Regions from separate parts of the Mus musculus genome. Here all the other regions are linked to region 3. Evidence: chromatin contacts called from public Micro-C and promoter capture Hi-C data. All regions are on one chromosome and are shown on one strand. Each heading gives the region's core, a stretch centred on a gene start, on an enhancer-like site or on the middle of the called end of the contact. The rest is flanking DNA. Distances are from core to core; before and after follow the strand shown. Region 1 overlaps Ttc37 (tetratricopeptide repeat domain 37). Region 2 overlaps Mctp1 (multiple C2 domains, transmembrane 1). Region 3 holds the start of Mctp1 (multiple C2 domains, transmembrane 1).

Region 1 (2,998 bases), core at 264-2,763, 230 kb before region 3:
TTACCTATCCATTTTATTAATCTTGATGTGATCAAATTTACATTTGTGGGTTAAAAGAAGAAAGTTTGTATTTTCATGATATAAGAAATTGTAAGAATGTATTTTAAAGTTTTGCACATTACTTGATTATTTGAATGTGACTCTTGTTAATTATAATATATCAATTGTTTAAACAGACTGATGAGAATGTTTTCATAGACATACTTGATTTTCTGTTACTGAAAATATGAATGACATTTTCAGGCTATTTTATTTCAATTTTCCATCAGTCTAGTCTAGTATAGTTTATCTATACCTACTAAATTACTTACTATAGTATTTTTGTGTGTGGTTAACTCTGGAAGTTCGGGGTGCGTTCTGTATATTGTGTTACTTTTCCTGTGTCTATGACAATACCTGACAAAGCAACTTAAGGAAGGAGAGTTTATTTTGAGTCATGATTTGAGAGTCCAAGCAATCTATTAAGATGGGGAAGTCACGGTGATGGGGAGAAGCCACCATCATGCTCCGTTTCAGTCAGGAAGCAGAGAAAGGTGAAAGTTACCACTCACCTCTCGCTCTCTTTCTGGTAGACTGGAACTGCATAGCCCACGCAATGACTCTGCCACATTCAGGGTAGATCTTTCCTCTAGTAGATATGTCTGCAAATACCTTCATAGACATAGCCAGAGGGTTGTTTGCATGAGGATTCTAAATCCTATCAAGTTAACAAGACTGACTGACAGGTATGGTAACTGTTAGAAATCTATAGCCTCACTTTAGCGAGCTATTGTTAATTCTAACAGGCTGTGCCATATTTATGCTATTGACCGTACAGGTAAGGAAAAATAAATATTACCGTCCCAGTGTGTTTCCACTGTTACTCATGGAAATATTAGGTCATTTTTGTAGGGTTATAAAGCAGAGTATTATACTTTTGTCTTTACTATGAAATGCAGTGTCACACAGTTGCCTTTCCCTGGTACACAAAATAATACGTGCAGCACCCTCTCGGTACCATGAGATTCGTTCATGCTTTCCTGGTAGAACATAGGTTCAATGTTGAGTTTTTCCTGAGTTTCACTTTTTTTAAAAACTAAAAACCAAAACCAAAGCTAAAATATGTTGACTTGTTTATCCTTAAACCAAGCTTGTTTTGTTAGGAACAGAGTAATAAAGATGAGTGTCTCATTGAAACTTGTCCTCCATGTCTAGTGAGTGTCTGTACTCTCCATAATAGCATAATACTTTAGGGACTGAGCCAACCAGCCATGGAACAGACAGGAATTTATTTAACTAGTTCCTTTATGAGATCTTCAGAAATTTACAAATCTTGAAGGTTAACTATACGAGTTTGTTTTTGGAAAACAAGTTAGCTTTCCTTTAAGGCCATGAAAGTTTTTAAAAATATAATTTATTGGAGAAGACATAAACTTTTATTTATGATAGTTTTGCAGCAGCATGGTGATATGACTTTTAACTGTATTTCTTGTTTAGATGACCCTGCTGTCTGGGCTGGGCTGATGGCAGCCTGCCATGCAGATGATAAACTGGCTTTACTCAATAACACTCAGCCAAAGAGGGTAGATTTGTACTTGGCATTGCGGTCTGCTGTTGCTGCTTCACGTAAGTTTTATTTTTATGTATTTACATTTAAAATGTTTTAATTGCATACAATATATTTTGATCATATTCCTTTCTGTCACCTAAGTCCTTCCAAATTCTCCCTCCCTACTTACCCACCAAACTTCATGTTCTTTCTCTAAAAAAAAAAAACCAAAAAAAAACAATAAAATAAAATAAACCAAAAAAGGGGGGGGAAAAAAACACCAAACAACAACAAAGAAAAACAAAATGAAAACCATGGAGTCCATTTTGTCTTAGTTGACTGCTCCTGAGCATGAGGCCTACCCTGGAGTGTGGTTGATATAGCCAATGTCACTCCACTAGAGAAACCATTCTCCTCACAGCTATCAGTTGCAGATAGCTTTTGGTTAGGGGTGAGACTTTTGTGCCTACTTCCCCTTATCTGCCCTGTGATTTTGGTCTACTTGAATTGTGTAGGTCTTGTGCTTCCTATTACAATCACTTTGAATTCATATTTGCGTTAGCCCTGTCTTGTTTGGTAGACACTTTTCCTTGATGCCATCTACCCCCTCTAGCTCATAGAATCTTTTTGTGTCCTCTTCTGCAATTACCTCTGATCCTTGAGGCTAGGGGTTTGAGAAGGACATCTCATTAAGAGCTAAGTGCTCCAAGGTCTCCTCTGTCTATACATTGTCCAGTTGTGGGTTTCAGTATTAAGTACTATCTACTGCAAGAAGAGGCTTCTCTGGTGAGAGTTGAATGACACACACTGATCTATGGATATAGTGATGTCATTAGGACTCACTTGATTGAATTGTACATTTAACAGAATAGTAGTAGTAGTAGTAGTAGTGGTAGTGGTAGTGGTAGTGGTAGTGGTGGTGGTGGTGGAGGTGGTAGTATATTATGTTATTAGTATAGTATATTAATTGCCGGGGGGGGGGCAGCCACAGCTATTCTTTCTGGTTCTGTCTTGAAGGTGGCCAAGGGGAAGAGCATCAGCAGGGCAAGACTTGGTTTTCTAAGATATTTAGGGTTGCCTTTTCTATAATAAAACGTTTTCCTGCCATGAGTCTAAGTTACTTTACAGAGGTAGCTGACCTGCCTAAGTTCCTCTGAGGGCAGAAACTGTAGACTCTGGCATTTAGCATTTCAAAGTAAGACTGCAGGGGATTAAGTAAAAGGATTTGTTGCTAGTGCTCCTTTCTTTGGTATGTCAACAGAAGCCTTTTTGGCTAAGGTGGTTTAACTCTTTGTGAACAGAGCGGAAGGAGAGGAAAAGAATTAAGATGCTTTATACAAGCAGATATGCACAGACACATATACATTCAAATGTTCATACACCCATACTCTGGCCGGGCCTGACCATCTGTCATAATCAACTCCACAAGTATTCATGATGATTACATGCATACACATATACCTACATACG
Region 2 (2,847 bases), core at 151-2,650, 250 kb after region 3:
TCTGCTGTCACCTGAATTTTTGATCTTAGCCATTCTGACTGGTGTGATGTGGAATCTCAGGGTTGTTTTGATTTGCATTTCCCTGATGATTAAGGATGTTGAACATTTTTTCAAGTGCTTCTCTGCCATTCGGTATTCCTCAGGTGAGAATTCTTTGTTCAGTTCTGAGCCCCATTTTTTAATGGGGTTATTTGATTTTCTGAAGTCCACCTTCTTGAGTTCTTTATATATGTTGGATATTAGTCCCCTATCTGATTTAGGATAGGTAAAGATCCTTTCCCAATCTGTTGGTGGTCTTTTTGTCTTATTGACGGTGTCTTTTGCCTTGCAGAAACTTTGGAGTTTCATTAGGTCCCATTTGTCAATTCTCGATCTTACAGCACAAGCCATTGCTGTTCTGTTCAGGAATTTTTCCCCTGTGCCCATATCTTCAAGGCTTTTCCCCACTTTCTCCTCTATAAGTTTCAGTGTCTCTGGTTTTATGTGAAGTTCCTTGATCCACTTAGATTTGACCTTAGTACAAGGAGATAAGTATGGATCGATTCGCATTCTTCTACACGATAACAACCAGTTGTGCCAGCACCAATTGTTGAAAATGCTGTCTTTCTTCCACTGGATGGTTTTAGCTCCCTTGTCGAAGATCAAGTGACCATAGGTGTGTGGGTTCATTTCTGGGTCTTCAATTCTATTCCATTGGTCTACTTGTCTGTCTCCATACCAGTACCATGCAGTTTTTATCACAATTGCTCTGTAGTAAAGCTTTAGGTCTGGCATGGTGATTCCGCCAGACAAAATTTCTATTATAAACAGTATTTTAGAAAAACAACAAAATTACAAAATAAGCAACCAAAATATTACAAAAGAATAAAGCACATATTACATTATATGCAGAAGGTTTTTGTACACGAATTGCAGAAAGAAAGTAGATAAAAATTACTATAGAAAAATCATGTGTTCATTAGATCAGAAATAAACTGATCAAAATGGAAATTGAAAAAATCATTCCATTTATAATAGAGGAGAAAGACCCGGTTAACATTCAAGAATAAAATTAGATAGAGGTAGAACAAATATGAAGAATATAATATTGTATTATTAAAGGTCACAAAAGAGAACCTAGACGAACTGGAGAGTTATATTTCCCTTGAGAGTATGTAATTTATGAAATTATCAACATTTCTCATATTGATGTAGAAATTCAAGGCAGGTTATGAGAATATCACGCTTTTATTTCTCATGTAAAACTAATAACCTCAATGTGTTTGAGTGATTGCTATATATCAGATGCTATTTTTAACATTTTTATGGGTATTCAAGCCCACAATGTATTGCTATTAATGTCATCTTATTTCCTAAATAAGAAAGCCGAAGTAAAGGCAAGTCACATGACTGCTGTAAGTGACAGAAAAAGGAAGTTTAACAACTAACCCCAACTAGCTGGCTCAGCAAAACCAGAAAGAGTGAAAATACAATGATCATTAAGAAACATTTAGACAACAAACATGAAGATTTGTACACATTCTAACAAGTATTAGAATTCAGTCTTTTATGCAAATGATTTGGAATGAACACAGAAATAAACATTAGAGGGAAATCCCATGTATAGCCAAGTGTACTTGGGAACTTATAGAAATTTACAGGTACCAGCTGCCAACCATGCGCCAGGGGATGGCCCTATTCCCAAGAGAGCATGGGCAGAACAAATTGTACTTAGGTATTTTAAAAAGAGAGAGTTTAGCAATGGAGGCACGAAGAGGTAAAGAGTGAATCTGGGAGTTAGGTGATGAGTAGAGGCTGAACGTTTTCAAAATGCATCATGTAAGATTTTCCAAGAGTTAATACAATATTATGGTTAAGAGAGAAAAGTTTCCATTTTATAGAGTATATTTAAATTGTACCTTTGGTAGTTTAAAGAACTACATAAAAATAAAAATTATAAGATGATTTTTAACTATGTAAGTAATTATGATGGTATGCTAAAAATTAAGAAACTATGAAATGTAGAAATTACTGAGGGAATAAGACAGCTTTAACTGCTCAGTAGTCTGATGTCACCACATATAACATGTGCAAAGATCAAAGACAGAGGACAAACCAAGAAAAAATATTTACAACAAAACAAAAATTATTACCATGTGCAGGGTTGAGGGGAAGGGGGGAAAAGAATAAAAACCTTCAGTTATTAGAGGAATATGTATAGAGTCCCAATATGTAGAAACAATGACTATATAGCTTGATAGTAACACTGAAGTATAATTTGAAAATTTATTAAATTTTTAACCACAAAGCAATATATATATATATATATATAATGATTATAGATGGAGTGAGAGCTCTATGAACTGACTTATTTCACTAATAATTTTGATAATAAATGAAGTTCAAATCATTCTATTGTATGCCAGAAAATAATAAAATTTTCTTTATTAACTACACATCAAGACAGTGAAAACAAGTACAGAAGGGAAGGGGATGGAGGAAGGCATGCTCTTGGTATTGCGAAAATCATATGCCCCAGTACAGGGGAATGCCAGGGTCAGGAGGCAGGGGGTATGTGGGTTGGGGAGCAGGGCGGGGGGAGGGTATAGAGGGCTTTGGGGATAGCATTTGAAATGTAAATGAAGAAAATATCTAATAAAGTAAAAGAAAAGAGGAAGGTAGGGAGGGAGGGGAGAGGGAAATATTGATTTATTGGTCTAAAAGTACCTGTGTTATGTTTTCTTAAATAAACTGTGAATAATAGAAAACTTATGCTAACATTGTTCAAGCTGAAAACTAAACCTGACATGTATATGAGTCACTATGTATCTTTGCGTATGCTTGAGTAAAGCTTGGAAGACTATGAAA
Region 3 (3,282 bases), core at 77-2,576:
CCTCCTTCAGGGCTTTGACTTCTGGTTTTCTGCCTGAAACACTGCATTCAGTTTTCAACTGTTGGCTCTTTGTCCCTTTATAGTATCATCTCAAACTTTGGATTCTCAGGGAGACTTTTTGTTTTTAACACTAAATACAGGCTTATTAGATTCAGCAAAAGTATAAGATACCTAGTAAAATAAGACTTTGGATAAACATCAACTAGAATTTTTTGGTCTTTGTTCATATACTAGAAATTATTGTGTTTTGTCTGAAACTCAAATTTAATGAGCTGTTCCATATTATAGCAACCCAAATATAATACTCTTTTATTATCCCTGGATTGTTCCCTGTTAAAAATTCTATTTATTGTCTACTCTCCTGGACCCAACTCAAGCATTCCCCTACATGTTCACAACTGTTTCTCCAGTGCTGATCTCAGTGCCTGGCACATAGTAGATGCTCACTACATGTTAGCCGGATAAGAAAAATAAATTCAGATTGACCACAGCTTCAGGGCAAGTCGCTGGCCAGAAAGGAAAGAGAATGCCTACTTTAAGTAATCAAACAATACTGTGCTGAAACGTCTAGGGAAGGTACAGTGGAGGGAAGGGCATGGTGTTGCCTGCCTTTTAGAAGAGACCTAGTGGAGTCAGAAGATCCTAGATGCATACATTTGGGGAGAAGCAAAATCTAGACGACTTTAAAAAAAAATCAGTTTTCCGACAAACTGAAAGAAATAACTGAAGAAAAATCTGCTTGAGTGGAAAGAACAAGACCGAGCTCTGAATAGGGTCAAAAGCAGTAAGGATCTTCCCATCTCTGTCCAAGCGGAGCGCCCCTGAGACTTACTTTAAGGGTTAGCTTTATTATCAAGTTCTGAGAACTATTCCTGATTATAAGGAAAGTCACCGCGCAAGCAAACAAAGAGCATGGAGAGTGGATGGTGATGAAGTCAAAACAGAAGAAATCAAACTCCCCTCTTGAGCCCAGGATGCCCAAACAGTTGAAGGCAGACTTATTTGGCCTCAGCATTTGGAGAGCTTTATGACCAGCGGCGATGTATGCTGGGTTCCCTGAGGGACCCACCAGGGGTGCAGAGGTGCACTCCACCCCGATGTCCGCTCAAGCAGGGTTCGTCCGTTCGTCCGTCTGTCCTAAAGCAAGCCGTGTGTGGGACTGTAGACTCAGGTCAAGCAGGCTCCCAGCCCTACGCAGCTCCACCCGGCTCTTGCCTGCCCTCCCACCTAGGAGCTGGAGGATGGTCCTGGGTGCTTTAGCCAAGGCTGCTAGTCCCCGACGTCTACAGCAGGACGCGCCCTGTTGTGTGAGCAGCGTGCGCGCCCAGTTTGGAGACGGCCGCCTCTGCTGCTGACAGGTGCTGGCCTGAGGGCGCGGGTGTGGTTCCCAGTGCAGCTGGAAGCCCGAGCCGGCCGCTTGCAGCTTTCCGAGCTCCCGCGGGCGCCGAGGGGAGTCAGGGTGCGGCCTGGGGGCGCTCAGTGGTCTGGAGCAGCGGAGTTCCCTGCTAGAAACTTTGCAGGACGGCCGCGCCCCGCGGCGGGAGGGCCTCGGCCGCAGCCGTTTTGCTCCGAGCTGGCCTGAAGCCGCTGGACGCTCCGGGCTTGTGCTGCTGCGCTGGCCGCCGCCGCCGCCGCCGCCGCCTCCACGCTCCCGGAGGAGGCGCAGCCCGAGAGGGAGGAGGAAAGGCAATAGGAGGGGAGACAAGGTGCCTGGGTTGGAGGATGGAGCCCCGGGCTGCCACGACTGGCGAGCTCGTGCGGGCCGCGTCCCCCTCCTTCCAGGCCCGGCTCTGGAAGAACCTGCAGCTGGGGGTGGGCAAGGGCAAGGGCGGCGGAGGCGGGCGCGCTGGGGGCCCCGAGCACCGCACTGCGGCCACTCCGACCCCGTCCCCGCCGCCCCCGGGGACCACGCAGGACGCCCTGGCCGGTGTGGGAAGTACTGGCAGCAGGTGGAGCGGCTTCAAGAAGCGGAAGCAAGTGCTGGACCGAGTGTTCTCCTCCTCACAGCCCAACCTGTGCTGCTCCTCACCAGAGCCCCTGGAGCCAGGCGGAGCAGGCAGAGCCGAGCAAGGGTCCACGCTGCGCCGCCGCCTACGCGAACATCTGCTGCCCGTGGCTAAGGGGTCCTCGACAGCCACAGGGACAGGCGGAGTGACGCCTCCTGGCGGACGCTCTCCGGACTCAGCTCCTTCTTCGTCTTCCGCCTCATCTTCCCTGTCCTCTTCTCCCCAACCGCCCCCGAGGGGGGACCGCGTCCGTGATGAGAGTACACGGCGTGGGGGCCCTGGGGTGCACCTGTGCCACCAAAAGAGCTCCTCTCTGCCCGGAACCGCGTGCCTGGAGCAGTTGCTGGAACCGGCGCCACCCCCCGCAGAACCGGCCCGGGGTCCCGCCGAACCCCAGGCTCTGCAGAAGGACATAGAGCGCGACTGCAGCCAGGTGAGTGCCAGGTGGCCAGCGCCGGGCAGTGTGCAGGCCACGCCTCCAGCTTCAGGCTGCCTTGGCAGCGAGTGTGTGTGTGTGTGTGTGTGTGTGTGTGTGTGTGTCCCCATGTGTGCGGGCACGGACTACTAACTAGCTGAAACGGAGCAAAGACATTTTGCTCGGGTTTAGTAGTAACAGTTTAGACTTGAACCCTGACTTGACTTTGACACGAATGAATGACACCTGTCGCCAAAAGCACTTTGGGTAGTTTAACACAGAGCTAAAGAAAAGTTTCAAGGTAACTTGGCTGCTTTTTGGAGGTGTCCTGCAAGATGCCCTAAGAAGATTTTCTTGGGGAGAAAAAAAGCTAACATCCCCCCAAATTTACCAAAGGAAATCGCAACTGTGTGAAGGGACACTGTCTGAAGCAAAAGGCTAGCAGTGGGCCTAGGAATGCTGAAAGGTGAAGTTAAGGTTTAGATGAAGATTTATTACAGAAATTTGCTAATTTCTTGGTAGTCTCTTCCTGAAACTTTCTTCTACAGGTGGATCACTGTCTCTCGGGTCGGGGGTGGGGTGGGGGCGGCAGGATCTGAGTTAGTAAAGCAGTTATGTTCCAGTGGCTCTAAAGTTAGTAGTCACAAGAAGCGAGTGCTTCTAAAACACGCTTCTTTGCGCATCCTTTCACTACTCAGACAAGCGTTTCTTCATTGTTCTAATACAAGTTTTACGTCACCAGGGGCTGTGTTTACTCCTACTTGTAAGAGGGAATCTTTTCCTTTTATAAATGTCTATCATATTTCAAATATTCAATTCTATGAGGGAGCTAAACTAATTGTTTTCTCTTAGTACTGCTTA

What was found. Promoter capture Hi-C pulls out the DNA fragments that hold promoters and counts their contacts. A called contact is a pair of places that touch in the nucleus more often than the background predicts.
Region 1: a contact with region 3 is called in a Micro-C map of granulosa cells, with 2.4 times the contacts expected there. The contact joins the enhancer-like site here to the promoter of Mctp1 in region 3. A contact is called at or near these places in 2 of 39 promoter capture datasets (embryonic stem cells and hippocampal neurons), 1 of 484 Hi-C or Micro-C datasets (granulosa cells) and 1 of 9 other capture datasets (adipose tissue).
Region 2: a contact with region 3 is called in a promoter capture Hi-C map of the HPC-7 cell line. The contact joins the enhancer-like site here to the promoter of Mctp1 in region 3. A contact is called at or near these places in 9 of 39 promoter capture datasets (the HPC-7 cell line, HPC-7-derived erythroid cells, cranial neural crest and 5 more), 1 of 484 Hi-C or Micro-C datasets (bone marrow-derived macrophages), 1 of 115 datasets of contacts at active chromatin or transcription factors (microglia) and 1 of 9 other capture datasets (adipose tissue).

What each region holds. Positions count from the first base shown.
Region 1 is chr13:76,155,773-76,158,770 of GRCm38.p6, forward strand. Ttc37 (tetratricopeptide repeat domain 37) reads left to right here. Exons shown (of 44, transcript NM_001081352.2): 38 at 1,477-1,605. Among named protein-coding and RNA genes, the nearest start is that of Ttc37, 59 kb to the left of the region's middle. Within about 2 kb of position 1,514, at least 2 of the 459 cell types and tissues checked have an H3K27ac peak or open chromatin away from gene starts, as enhancers often do. A contact at or near this core is called in granulosa cells, where this site is marked.
Region 2 is chr13:76,637,066-76,639,912 of GRCm38.p6, forward strand. All of the region lies in intron 1 of Mctp1 (multiple C2 domains, transmembrane 1), which reads left to right. Among named protein-coding and RNA genes, the nearest start is that of Gm24519, 34 kb to the left of the region's middle. Within about 2 kb of position 1,401, at least 2 of the 459 cell types and tissues checked have an H3K27ac peak or open chromatin away from gene starts, as enhancers often do. A contact at or near this core is called in the HPC-7 cell line and bone marrow-derived macrophages, where this site is marked.
Region 3 is chr13:76,382,813-76,386,094 of GRCm38.p6, forward strand. It overlaps Mctp1 (multiple C2 domains, transmembrane 1), which reads left to right and starts at 1,327. Exons shown (of 21, transcript NM_030174.3): 1 at 1,327-2,439. The coding sequence starts at 1,723.